Linked DNA regions of Mus musculus: region 2 is linked to region 1. The links are chromatin contacts, called in public HiChIP or PLAC-seq maps. All regions are on one chromosome and are shown on one strand. The core of a region is the stretch at or near the end of the contact, and the rest is flanking DNA. Distances in the headings are between cores, read along the strand shown.

Region 1 (6,543 bases), core at 1,066-3,565:
AGGAGACTGAACTGGGGAGAGCTCAGGCGGTGTGAAGACAAGAACACTGCTCACACATGAAATCTCCATCCCTGTCATCTACCTTAGTGGTCCACCTTTGGCGGTCTCACCATCTCCATCCTTGCTCCCAGTAGGCAGACAAGACCTATCGCCTCTGGTCTGTAAGCAGAACTCTAGTTTCTCCCATCCGTGCTTCCCCACATACAGCTTTGGTTTACAACCACGTTGTGGTTTCCAGTGTGCATCCTGCAATGGCCGCCTATCTACCCTCTGTTGTCTCTTGCCTTGGCTGCCCTTCTCCACCTTCCAGTACCCACTCCATTCTTTTTATGATCCACATATCTGACCCTGTTGCTCTACCACTCAACATCCCTTGATGATGCCACAACCATCGCAGAGGCACAGTCTGACCCACGGACATGGCTTCCAGAGTCATTCATAAGCAGGATCCTGCTGTGGCGCCCTTCAGATCCATCATTCTCCCGCCTCCTTTAGGACTCTCTCCTCTAGTAACACCCCTTATTTACAGCTCTTAGAACATGCTACTACATCTTCATGCTTCCAGCTTTCACGGATCCCTTTCCACCTACCTACAGATTTCCCACCTCCCAACACCCCAGCCCTGACGGAGCCCATTCCAGAACCCAGTGCCAACTTCTCTGAGGTCAGCTTCCCCTTTCCTAAACTCTATTTTAAGGCCCTTTTCTCTTCTGCTCGCCTTCTATTCTGTACAGCATCCTCTGATAGCAATTACACACCACACTAAATGCATATATTTAATCTCCCCACCTGAAAGTAGCTATTTTTAGAGAAAACCAAAATCACTTCTAATGTCGCTATCCAGTGCCTATAGAATTAGTCTGTGTAATATATTCGCAGTCGGTGTAATCTATTTGCAGACTTAAAAGTATTTTTTAAAAGTACTTTTTAAAAGGTATTTTTAAAAATTAAAAATTGCAGATATAGATATAGTCTGTGTAATCTATTTGCAGACCTAAAGGATGTATGTTTAAGAAAAATTATCCAATCACTCAAACCATGATGCAAATGAACCAGGTTCTAAGTTCCAGGAAAAGCCTCCACAGTGATATGTTTTGAAGCCAATAGACTGGCATCTGTCTAGAGTATGTATCCCAACATGGAACCTCCCTTTTTTTTTTTTTTAGTACTCTTTTGGCCATGTTTTGCCCTCCATCAGCTCCTCCTAGATCCTCTCCAACCTCCCTACCCACCCAATTGTATGCTCTTGCTATTTCTCTTTCTAAAATGACTAAAAAATTTAAAAGAAAGCTAAAAACCCCACAAAACCAAAATTCAAAACACACAAAAGATCAGTGAAACCAAAAAGAAAAGAGAGAGAGAGAGAAGAGAGAGAGAAGAAAGAGAGAGTGAAAGAAAGGAAGGAAGAGAAGGAAGGAAGGAAGGAAGGAAGGAAGGAAGGAAGGAAGGAAGGAAGGAAGGAAGGAAGGAAGGAAGAAGTAAAACAAAACAAACACACACACACACACACATTAATCATGTCCATTTTATACTGACTAGCTACTCCTGGGCATGGGGCTTGACCTACAATGTGGTTGATATACCCAGTGCACTCCATTGGAGAAAACCAATTGTCCCTTTGCCCATAGGTAGCAACTGCAAATGGCTTCTTAGTTAGGGATGAGACCCAAGTTCACTCCCCCTAACACCTCCCCACCCCCACCCCACCTCCCGCCACCCCCACCCTCACCCCCATCAGCCCTGGTATCTTTTCTAGCTTGAGCCTGTGCAGGTCTTGTGCATGTTGCCATAGTCACTACGAGTTCATGGTGGTTTCTTTCTTTTTTTTTTTTTAAAGAAATTGTATTTACTTTTGCATATGGGTACTTTGCCGTTTTGCCTGCATATGTGTCTGTATACCATGTTTGTACCAGGTGCTTGAGGGAGATCCCTGGGAATGGCGTTCCAGGGGTTATGAGCCACCATGTGGGTGCTGAGAATAGAACCTGGGTCCTCTAGAAGTGCAGCCAGTTCTCTTAACTGCTGAGTCTTCTGTCCAGCCCCCACAATAGAGATGGAGTAGAGACAGTCCCTGACTGTAAACAGTATGTGCGCTCCAGGCGCTATTTCTGCAGCTGTGCTTTTCCCGCCTTCCACTCCTTCTGTGACCCTGAGAAGTTCCAGTACCCAGATCATTCATTCACTCACATGGTCAAACTGCCACAAGTCAAACACTGTGTTCTCTTTTGTAATCAGAAACTTCTGGAAGGGTAGGAATGTGGTCAGTGTGGGTTGCACTGTATTGCATAAGCAGGGTGTTTATACGAATGAACCCTTCTTTCAAACATCAGATGTCTAAGACGTCTGGCCTCTAGGGACCTTTCCCTACAAGGGTCTGATAGACTATTCCAGGTCTCCAAGCTTCCTCCACTCTGAATCCTGTTGTACTTGAGCCAGAACCAGACGGGTTGACATTAATTGCTCTCTAATTGTTTCAAGCATGCTATTTTTATCTTGCCCAGTACGCTGTACTGCAGAGGAGCCTGGCCCTTTGCTTTCACAACACTCTGTCCTCCCAGCATTTAGCAGAGCCTTGCTGATTGATTTTTCTACGAGCTGTAATTATTTTCAAGACTGTCTGGGAATATGGCTCTCCCTGTCATTGTTGTCTCTGTTTTTTTTTCCCTGAAATTCCCCCTTCTCACTTGCAGCATCTCCCTCTCACTCCTTTGTTGGTGTCTGGCTTGTTCTCATCCAAACACCACTTCATTCTCCATCTCTCCAGAAGAGCAAACCGTATTTCACCCATCATCAACACCACTGAGTTTCTCTCTGGCAAGAAACGTTATTCCGACCAGCCACCTCGGGACTTCTATTCATCTCTCCACCACGCTTACTAAATACTTGCAGAACCTACTTGAGTGAATGAAGGCTTTGCTTTGAGTCGGTGCCTGTGCTTTCAGTTTTCATTAGCTCAATACTCAGTTAAAGGTACTGGAAACAGACTGGATCACAAAGTGAATCGATCTGGTGACATGGTGACTTGGTCTAGCCTCCCCTTGCATGACTCTCATGCTCTCACTGACCAGCTGTGGGGACTGGAGACAAATTCACAAGAAGGGGAGAAGGGGTAAGTACTGGTAGTTAGTTTTCAAGTCAACTCTCACTTGCCTAGTAAAGTGGTTGTAAAGCATCAATGATAAGAGGCTGGATTCAGCTTCATGTTCACTGGGGTCTGAGTCACAGCCAAGCATGTTATGTATACCGTCCTCTCTGAGAGTCAGCTTTGCTACAGATAAATGGGTGCAGTCAGACTTACCTCCTGGGGTTACTGTGGGGTCCATGTGAGGCATACGTGGTTCTGAGCTAACAGTACTCATGATCTTTGACTCACAGTGTTATCATCCCAGATGAACCAATTCTTCCTTACCATGACCCCATCAAAATGTCCAGTCAACATCTTTCAGGACAAAAGAATCCAGTTACTAACCCAACTTGTGGATTTGTAACTGTTCAGTGGAATAGGAGACACTCTGAGGAGGAGACACAGGATTATCTTAGCCCTTCCCACTGCTGTTAGGGACAATGGGAGTTGGACTTTTCTGTCTGCTCAGTCCAATCTTACCCCACGAAGTGCACTCCACAGACCACTTCTTCCTTCCTGTCAACCAAGATAGTGATCAGGTCATTTACAGATTATGCTATACAGATATACAGAGTAAATGGCTTGACTGTAGACGCGCAGGACTCCGTGATTGCCAGGCATCCGTTATGTGCCAGCTATGTGCTCTTGCTTGCGGAGTTTTGAATTCCTCTTCTGAAAATGGGATAAGAAGATCACTTCTGGTAGAGCAGCTGTGATAATTCAAAGAGATAAAGTTTCAAAAATGCTTAGTACAGGGCAGGGCACGTAGTAACTGTGCAGCTATTCATGGTGGTAGCTGTAAGTGCAGAGGTTCAAGGGCAGCCTTGCTCCATCTCTAGGACACCTTTACAGGTGTCTGATTCTCATCTTCACACCCACCACTCAAAGCACAACTCATGCCAACACGGACCCCAAAGAAAATTAACCTGTATGCCTCTTATTTGTCTGTTATTTATTTATTATTTTCTGTGTTTGTTTTTGAGACAGGGTTTCTCTGTGTAACCCTGGAACTCACTCTGTAGATCAGGCTGGCCTCAAACTCCAAGATCCACCTTGCTGGAATTAAAACCCTGAGCCACCACTGCCCATCTAACCTGCACGACTTTCAATCGGTGTATTTTCAGTGTCTTCATCAGAAAAGCTGGGTCCCCACTGTCCTCCACATCCTGGGCCTGGCACAGTGTGAAAGCAAAAGTGTCAACTGCTTCCTTCCTCAAGTGGTTGTAGGCTCTGACTTTCACCATGCGACTCAGACACCACACGCTCAGATGGCTTCCTAATTAATGTCAAACGATCACTGTCTTTCAGATGTGTGGTACTCGGTACACAACTAATTAGCTGTTCTGAACATTCCAGGTTGAAAGTGGAGCCGGGGTGATCACAGAGCCTTTGAGGCTAAGGGCTCCCGAGATTCTATTTTGCCGAGTGAACTCTTGCCTGTATGGGTCTTTGTATTCACAGAGACATTGCTAGGGACTTTCTGACTCTTAGGATTAATCTAACTGGGGTGGTCATGATGAGCCTGTAGGAATGTGATCTAAATGGAAGAAAGAGTATATAGAAAGGCACATTGTAACTACTTTTTCCCTTTGGCAAAAATGGTGTATGAGGGTTCAGGGGTCGGTGGGTGGGGTTGAGTGGGTGGGTGTACAAGCATGCTCACAATGGGTGGGCACACATGCCTTCTAAATCATGGGCTTTGGACACATAATACTTTGTGACCCACACAATCAACTGTGGGGAAAATAACCCTCTGAGAGCAGGTCACACTCATAGTGACAGAGCCACATTTAAAATCCATGTTTTAAAAACCGGAAGGAGAATCCCCTTGAGAGACTTGGGACATGGCTCAGTGCTTAAAGCATTTACCCCAAGAGCATGAGGACTAGAGAGCAGATCTCCAGAAGTCACATAAATGACAGGCGAGCATGGTGGCCTACTGTGATCCTGGCCTGGATCTCCCACGCAAGCTAGCTAGGGAAACCAGCCATATTGGGGAGCTCTAAATTTAACAGAGAGACCCTGCCTAAGTGAATAAGGTAATCTTTGGAGTAGTTCCCAGCACCAATCTCTGCCCCACTTGAACAGGCAACCACAAACACACACACACACACATGTGCAAGTGCACCCTCATATATACATGCCCATGTACATACAGAGAGAGGGAGAGGGAGAGGCGGGGGTGGGGGGCTGCCGGGGAACTGAGCCTAATGTCACATGCCTGTAGTCCCAGCATTCCAGCTGGTCAGGAGGGAAGATCAGTAGTTTGTGGTCAATCTGAGCTACATACCAAGTTTGAGATCAGCTCAGTCTACGTGTAAGGCCCCATCACAAAAATAAACAAATAAAACAGAGAGTAAATACATTAATTAAACTAATGACTCCAAATGATCCAATTTTCCAAATTCGGCGTACACGCTTTTCTCTCTGACACACAGAGATACTGCGTGACTTGTCAGGACAGGTTGAGTCCCCAGATTCATCACCCTTTTAGCTTTCCTGGTGCCCTCCAGCTCTCCCCCCGCCCCCAGCCCATTTCCCTCAGTCCCCCACCACTTTTAATCCCCGCCATCCTCTACCCAGGACCTACCAGCTTCTCCTTCCTAGACTAGCAGCATTTGCCTTAGCTAACCAATGGAATATTCCTCGCCAATTTTCAGGCTGAATTTCCCATTCTCTTTTCTCCCCCATCTCCAGTTCCCCCAAGGTAATATAATTATTTTAATAGGAGCTTTCTGTAAAGGGTAAGGTACTTTCAGATCACACCAGAGATAACCTGCTTGCTCCACCTCGACTGGGAGTTGCCCCAGCAACCGCTCTGATAGAAGCTTGGATGATCACATGGGGAAGGCCAGGAGGTGGCGAGATTAATATAGAATAGGGTTAAAAGGTGGGGGAAGCAGGAAGAAGCCTTTGGGAGATGGTGTGGGCATAAGCAAGATCAAGTAGGTTATCACATTGATTGGAGAGCTGGCCTTGTTTAGATAGGACACGGGGACCAGGTAGACACGGGCATCTCTGTTGTCACAAACCCACAGTCTCTGTTCCCTTTTTGTTTTGTTTTTTTTCATCCACGGTCTTCCAGGTCACACAGGCAGCTCAGGTGGCTGAGTCGCAGGTGGCTGCTGAGCAGTAATTTTGATTTTCTGCCAGTTTCCAGGCAGGAAAGGGGTAGCTAACACTACCTTATTTGAGCGTTTGCTGTGGAATCAATTGCAGAAGGATGTTTATTCCACATTTATGACAGTTGGGAGCCGTCTTCCAAGACTGCATGATGGATAATGACTGTGGGGCTCTGTATTTAGCACATGAATCATGTCTGTCACGTGAGCTGTACCTCCCTTTGCTTCTTTGCTTGCACACACACACACACACACACACACACACACACAGAGAGAGAGAAATTGGGAGCAGGTGAA
Region 2 (7,204 bases), core at 4,492-6,991, 230 kb after region 1:
AGGAAAAGAAGCAGAAATTTTGAGTGCTACACACACTTGTAATCACAGAACTCAAGAGACCAAGGCAGGAGAATTGCTATGAGTTTGAGACCATCATGGGCTATGTACTAAGTACCAAGACAACATGGTAAGATGCCGAACAGAAAGGGGGGGGGCTGAAATTATCTCTCTGTTACCACACAAGAAAATGCCTGGAATTTAAATTCAGATGTAACTGCAGAGTCCAAACTCTTGCCACTCCCTGAAGCTGCTCACCAAAGCAAGATTTTGTGCTCCATACTGATAAGACATTCCAGGGCTGACTAACATCTCATGGATTTCAGGATTCTGAGACACTATGAAAGAAAGCCACACCGGTCCAATCTTCACTTAAATGTACTTTATTTCCCTTTTCTATGAATGCTGAGATTTTAGGTAGCATAAAACAATGTTTTTGGTTTTTTTTTGTTTAAAAAAAAAAAAAAAACCAGAACAAAACAAAAACTCTAGCCAACCTGAGTTTAAACGCCTGATTCCAGGAAAGCACGCTTCTCACAAAGGACTGTTTTCCCTCCTTCCCAGAGAGAGAAGAGGAAAACACAAGAACAAATCCTGGTGCAGAGCCCATTCCTGCTTCAAGGAAGTGAGCTGCCAGGGATGCCACAGAAAGTCCATGGTCTTCAGCCAGGCACAGACACAGACACTTTTACGTGTTGGCTGCTCCACTGGCCTTAGCAGGCTTCAGGAGAAAAGATAAGGCTTACGGAAGGAAGTTCCCTCTGGAGGAAGCAGAGCTGAAAACTGATCCCAATAAACACATTTGAGATTAGAGAAAACAAAAACAGACAGACAGACAGAAACCCTGGTCTGATGGTTTACCAGTTTAACCATTTAACCTTTCCTCATCTACAAAATGAAAACCATGCCAATTCGTACTTCTTAAGATTTGAGGTAAATCTGTTGTTGTTTGAGTTGTAGCTCAACTCAAATCCTCTTGCCTCTGCATTTTGAGTGCAGACATGTGCTCCTATACCTGACCTTGTCATGAGAATTAAACCAGTTGTGTATGCCACATACTTAAAATAGAGCTTAATAGTGTTGTATGCCACATGACAGGCACACAGCAGTGTAAATCATTATTCAATTTCGAGTCAGAACCCCATGCTCCAAATTTCTCCATTATAAGTCCCAAGCACCCAAGCTGTGATTTATTTATTATTATTATTTTTTAAAGGTTTACTATTATACATAAGTACACTGTAGCTGACTTCAGACACATCAGATCTCATTATGGAGGGCTGTGAGCCACCATGTGGTTGCTGGGATTTGAACTCAGGACCTTCAGAGGAACAGTCAGTGCTCTTACCCGCTGAGCCATCTCGCCAACCCCATATTATTATTATTTACTTTTTTTCTTTTCTTTTTTTTTTTTTTTTTGTTTTATCAAGACAGGGTTTCTCTGTGTAGCCCTGGCTGTCCTGGAACTCACTGTGTAGACCAGGCTGGCCTCAAACTCAGAAATCTGCCTGCCTCTGCCTCCCGAGTGCTGGGATTAAAGGTGTGTGCCACCATGCCCGGCTATTTTGGTTTTTTGAGACAGGGTTTCTCTGTGTAGCCATGACTGTCTTGGAACTCAATCTTGTAAACCAGGCTGGTCTGGAACTTAGGAATTGGCCTGCCTCTGACTCCCAAGTGCTGAGATTTATAGGTGTGTACAAGCACCCTGCTCTTTGCTTCTGCTTCTGCTCCTGCTTCTGCTTCTGCTCCTGCTTCTGCTTCTGCTTCTGCTCCTGCTCCTGCTCCTGCTCCTGCTTTTCTTCTTTCTTCTTCTTCTTCTTCTTCTTCTTCTTCTTCTTCTTCTTCTTCTTCTTCTTCTTCTTCTTCTTCTTCTTCTTCTTCTTCTTCTTCTTCTTCTTCTTCTTCTTCTTCTTCTTCTTCTTTTTTAAACAGTCTTAATGGGTGGCCTAAGATAGCCTAGAACTAGCTTTTTTTTTTTTCTATCTCCACCTCCTGAGATCTGGGCTTATAGGTGCATATCACATGCTTGGTTTATTTCAGATTGTGAATAAGTAAATTTTCTGTTTGAAACCCTGAGATGCTAGAAGCAAAGGAACAACTTTCACTATATATATAATGGGATTAAAGGCGTGTGCCACCACCGACCGGCTCATTATATTTTCTGCTTTTATTTGGTCAATAATTTTATTTTTTATAATGGAAGGAGCACTCATGCCATGGAGCACGTAAGAAGGTCATAGTACAACCCTGAAGGACCAGTTTGCCTCTCTCTCTCTCTCTCTCTCTCTCTCTCTCTCCCTCTCTCTCTCTCTCTTCCCCCTTTCTTTCAATAGCTTCCAAGAATCAAACTCATGTCTTCAGGTTTGCATGGCAAGCACTTTACCCATCGAGCTAGGTGGTCTTTTGTGCTTTTGATATATTAGATAGTAAAAACAGCTCAAATTCAAGAGCACATTTTGAGTGACAAAGGCAGAGATTAATTCTTCTGTCTAAAAACTATTTCTGTGCATGTGTGTATGTGTGGTGTGTATGTGCAGGGGTGTGGACCTGTGAGGTGTCGGGGATCATACTAGACCAGAGTTCTACCTTCTTGGCCTGGGACTGGAATTTAGCAGTGATTAATCTGGCCAGAAGCCCTAGAAAATTATACCTCGCCTCCACCTATAACTACTCTCAGGTAATCTGACACCCTTACACGTAGATACAGTAATAAAAATAAATCTTCTTTAAAAGATCCCCATTCCACTTTCAGGACTTCTGACTTTACTTTGTGACCCACAGGATTAATGAAGGCTGCCTTTGTGGGCCCAAGTGTGCGCTTAGCAGCTAGAGCAAAGCTTACTCACACCAGTGGTTCCCCACTGAAGACAGACTTCCTCTCCACTAGGGTGAGGCAGAGCCCCTGAGCCCCTCCCCATTTGTGACTATTTAGACAGTCCGTCTTGAGAGGATCCCATGCAGTGATGGCAGCCACTGACTCCGGAGTGCCACTGCCATGTCATGCCCAGGATGTCATAATCCTCTGCCTCTTTCTTCTTTCAACCCCCTCTTCCCTCATGCTTCCTGAGTCTGGGAGGTGATACGACATCCCTGTAAGGTTGAGCACCTATCAGTCGATTGAACTCAGCATTAACCTAACCGGCATTCTCTGCAGAGGGAAGCTGAGACTGCACTAATCTACAACCCCCTGTCTTGCAGGGCCTCAAATGTCCCCTCCTCCTTTTCTGTCTCTTGATAAGTGAGATTATAGGTTGGCTCCTGAGATGCCTCGGCTGGAATGGTCATCTGATAAAGTGAAGCCTGGGGCCACTAAGACTCACTAGAAGCCGGGCATGGTGACCCACGCCTTTAATTCCAGCACTTGGGAGGCAGAGGCAGGCCAATTCCTAAATTCCAGACCAGCCTGGTCTACAAAGTGAGTTCCAGGACAGCCAGGGCTACACAGAGAAACCCTGTCTCAAAAAACAAAAACAAAACCAAACAAACAAAAAGACTTCACTAGAGTTAGTCAAGTCTTTTCCCTGTAGATGGGGTTTCTGGTGAGATTCCTGGAAGCTTGCAGGCTCATGGCTGGGAAGGTAGAAGGGTACTAAGGAGTTGTTAATTTGCTGGAATTCTTATTTTTCCACTGGCAAGAGGCTTCAACTGGATTGCCAGGCAAGGGGCCTGCTCTCTCCTTCTCCTACCCTCAGCATTTCCTGTCTCCCCATGCTGCCTCAGTTTGACTTCTTTTGAGACGGGGTTTCACTGAGTTGCTCAGGCAAGCCTTTGTTTGGGCAGGGCAGGGCAGGCAGGCCTTGTTTTAGACTCTGGAGTCGCAAGGGTCACAGGCCTGAACCACCCACCTCCCATCCCAGAATGTAAGCTTGTGAAACAGACTCCGGCTCTAAATTTTTAAAAATTTACTTACAGACTGACAGTCTCATATATCCTAACTTCTGTCTAGCAAAACTTTTGATCCTTCTCCTCAGTGCTAACTAAAAGCTCGAACCACCACACCTTAGCTTAAAGAAAAAAGAAAAAAGTGGAGAGGGTGATTCCAAGAAAAAACAGTTGTGTCTATTCCTATAAGTAATGTCTCTGTGTCTCACTTTCCCTCAGGTTTCTAATATGGGGTACTACATACCTTAGAAAAGTGTTTTGATATTTATAGAGAGCACTTTACATGTTATGTACACTTTAGGTTAGCAAAAAGCATTGTATTAAAACGATCTTCTTGAACTGCAACAGAGTTACATCCTTGTACATCCTCCCATGAACTCCAAGCCAACATTCCTCCCGAGATGCAAATACCAAAGAAAAAATTTATTTATGACTGTCTTAGTGATTACTAGCTTTTGACAAGGACAAAGAGTCCCCGGTCTTCCGCTAGCCTTCCTCACGTGGTCTGGAGACCTTCCAATTTAAACGCCACAACAGTATTCTTTAAAAAATAAAAAGACAACCTATCTAACTAATAAAGAGCTGCACTCCCTGCCTATTTGAAAGGACGCGTGGAAAGTGCTAGAGAGCCGGGTGTGACGAGGCCCGGAACGCCCAGCCTCCAGGCACTGCGGTTTCAGAGTCTAAGCACTCGCTCCGGCCATTGGCTCAGTCACGTTTTCAAGGACTCAGCGCGGCCGGGCGTTTAATTTTTGGTAAAAGTCAAGTCAGGAGAGACATTACCTCATGTTACTGAAAATAAAAAGGTCGCGATCACTCTATCAAGGACACGGGGCTGCCGGAAACCAGGAATGCCAGTGCCTAGCTCACCCACAAAGGGACAAAAAACATTTATCTTTCGTACATTTATTCCATTAACTGATGAGTCTGGTGGAGCAGAGAGGGGACAGAGGTCACGCTGTCCCCTGTGGGACAGCGGAGGTGGGGAGGGGCGTTCGGCTCAGGGGTAAGCAGAGAGGACTGGGCCATTTCTTTGATAGAGGATCACAAACGATCCTGGGGACATGTGGCGAGCCAGGCAGATCGAGCCTCCGCACTGGGGGGGGGGGGAATCGAGGTGTCCCATTTTGTGGGGGGTGAGGGGTGGGGAAAGCCAGCGAGATAGCGCGGCGGCTTAGCCTCCCACAAGCTGGCAGCACGAAACAAGAAGCCTAGCAGTGCTCCTTAGTCTCAGGCTGGGGTGGACCAAGCCCGAGGCCGGGAAACCGCCGGGCTCAGGGAGAAGGACCGAGGGTCGTGTGGGGGAGGGGCGCAACAACCTTCGCAGCCATTTTGTCCTCGCCCCACTTCCGTCTTCTCTTCCCGGACTCCCCCTCCCTCAGGCTCTTCTCTCAGGCAGCCCGGGGTCCCAAGAGGTAGGGATCCGGCCGAACGCTGCTCTCATTGGTCCGTCGCGGAGGTACCCGCCTTCCTCCCAGGGCATCCTTCCGCCCCCTCCCGCCTGCGCTGCCGGGTCGCGCACGCGCACTCGCCGGCGACCCTCTCCCCTCCCCCAGCAGCTCTGAGTGACAGAGGACTCCCGCGCGCGGGCTCCCGGCGCCCCGCCTTCTCCGCTCCCCCCGGGCCGTTCCCAGAGCGGGGGCGAGCGTGAAAGTTCCAGAACGCCGCGGTCGTGCGTCATCGCGAGGCGGGGCGGGGAGAAGGCGGGACCTAGGCGAGCGTTCTGGCTCTTCATTAGTGCAGTCGGCAAGGGCTGGTCGTCCATTGGCTAAGAAGCTATGATCGGCAGCGGGATGGGGCGGCACCCTTCTGGAAGGTTCTAAGACAGGGTATAAGAGAGAGGGAAGCGGGCGGAAACCGGTCTCATTGAACGCGGAGGCAGCTGCCTGGCATTTGTGTGGTCTCGTCGTCAGCGCAGCTGGGCCTACACACAAGGTGAGGCATGGGACTCGGGGGTTTGCGGGGGTCCGGGGTGGTGCAGGAGTCCCGGGGAGTCTCTTAGGCGGCGGCTGCAGCTCAGGCCGTCACCACCAGGGACAGAGACTGCAGCAGATCCGGAGGATGGGCTGAGTCAGGGCGGCGCCGCCATGGCCTTGTGGCTCCGCGTGGCGGGGGAGGGGAGCCACAGGCGCCCTGGTCTTTTTATCCTGTCTGTGACTTCAAATATAAGGCTTCTGCCCGGCGCCCACAGGGCAGGGCCCCCCGAGGTGGGAAAGGGGGATCCTGGCTCCCGCGGTGCGCGGTCCGGGTGGGGGGGGTTCGGGGGGCGCTCGGAGGTGGCCACGTGCTCCACCATTGTCGCAGACCTTTAGGACAGATGGTTCCTTGAGCCTTGGGCGGGCTGTGCCAGGCTTGGCACAGACCACCTATACTGCAGCACTGCTGCCACGAGCCTGCCGCGTGGCTTCAGGTGATAGGTCTGGGTCACCAAGTCCAGACCCACTGCGGACTGGATAAAAGCCGGAAAGCGAGTGCTTAGCCCCCCTCCTTTTTTTTTCTAATAGCAACCATGTCTAAGGGACCTGCAGTTGGCATTGATCTCGGCACCACCTACTCCTGTGTGGGTGTCTTCCAGCATGGAAAGGTGGAAATTATTGCCAATGACCAGGGTAACCGCACCACGCCAAGCTATGTTGCTTTCACGGACACAGAGAGATTAATTGGGGATGCGGCCAAGAATCAGGTTGCAATGAACCCCACCAACACAGTTTTTGGTAAGTCGCCAGCATCTTTGTGCCACTAGCATGAGTAAAAGGGCTGGGGGGCAGGGCATTTGGAATGTAGAAACAGATCTGCCTTAATAACTGCAGCCTGAGATTGCAACTGTTTAAATATGACAATATAAGGCCACAAGATTTTAAATATGGGCCTTGGCTTCCTGCACTAGAGATTACGTCCATCTAGATGGGTGCTGCAGGTTTTTGTTTTCTGTTTTTTTGGTTTTTTTTTTTTTTGCAGTGATAGGCACTAAGGAGTGTGATGAGGTATGTTTAATATTTTACAGATGCCAAACGTCTGATCGGGCGTAGGTTTGATGATGCTGTTGTTCAGTCTGATATGAAGCACTGGCCCTTCATGGTGGTGAATGATGCAGGCAGGCCCAAGGTCCAAGTGGAATACAAAGGGGAGACAAAAAGTTTCTACCCAGAGGAAGTGTCCTCCATGGTTCTGACAAAGATGAAGGAAATTGCAGAAGCGTACCTCGGAAAGGTGGGTTTTTTTTTTAACAGGTGCCATTTGAGATGGGTGTTACCTTTATGTTTAATTCACACATTCTGATCGGGAATTTGCCAACCAAACAATTGTGCAATTCATTGTTTTTTAG

The links. HiChIP or PLAC-seq counts read pairs in DNA pulled down with a chosen protein or histone mark.
Region 2: an H3K4me3 HiChIP or PLAC-seq map of bone marrow-derived macrophages shows a contact between it and region 1, with 2.6 times the contacts expected there. The contact joins the promoter of Hspa8 here to the enhancer-like site in region 1. A contact is called at or near these places in 3 of 39 promoter capture datasets (the C10 cell line and second pharyngeal arch cranial neural crest), 3 of 115 datasets of contacts at active chromatin or transcription factors (bone marrow-derived macrophages, embryonic stem cells and heart atrium) and 1 of 9 other capture datasets (adipose tissue).

Annotation. Positions count from the first base shown.
Region 1 is chr9:40,573,021-40,579,563 of GRCm38.p6, forward strand. No RefSeq gene overlaps it. Among named protein-coding and RNA genes, the nearest start is that of Gm48277, 19 kb to the left of the region's middle. Within about 2 kb of position 2,316, at least 99 of the 459 cell types and tissues checked have an H3K27ac peak or open chromatin away from gene starts, as enhancers often do. A contact at or near this core is called in adipose tissue, bone marrow-derived macrophages and second pharyngeal arch cranial neural crest, where this site is marked.
Region 2 is chr9:40,795,535-40,802,738 of GRCm38.p6, forward strand. Hspa8 (heat shock protein 8) reads left to right here and starts at 5,742. Exons shown (of 9, transcript NM_031165.5): 1 at 5,742-5,814; 2 at 6,384-6,593; 3 at 6,884-7,089. The coding sequence starts at 6,389.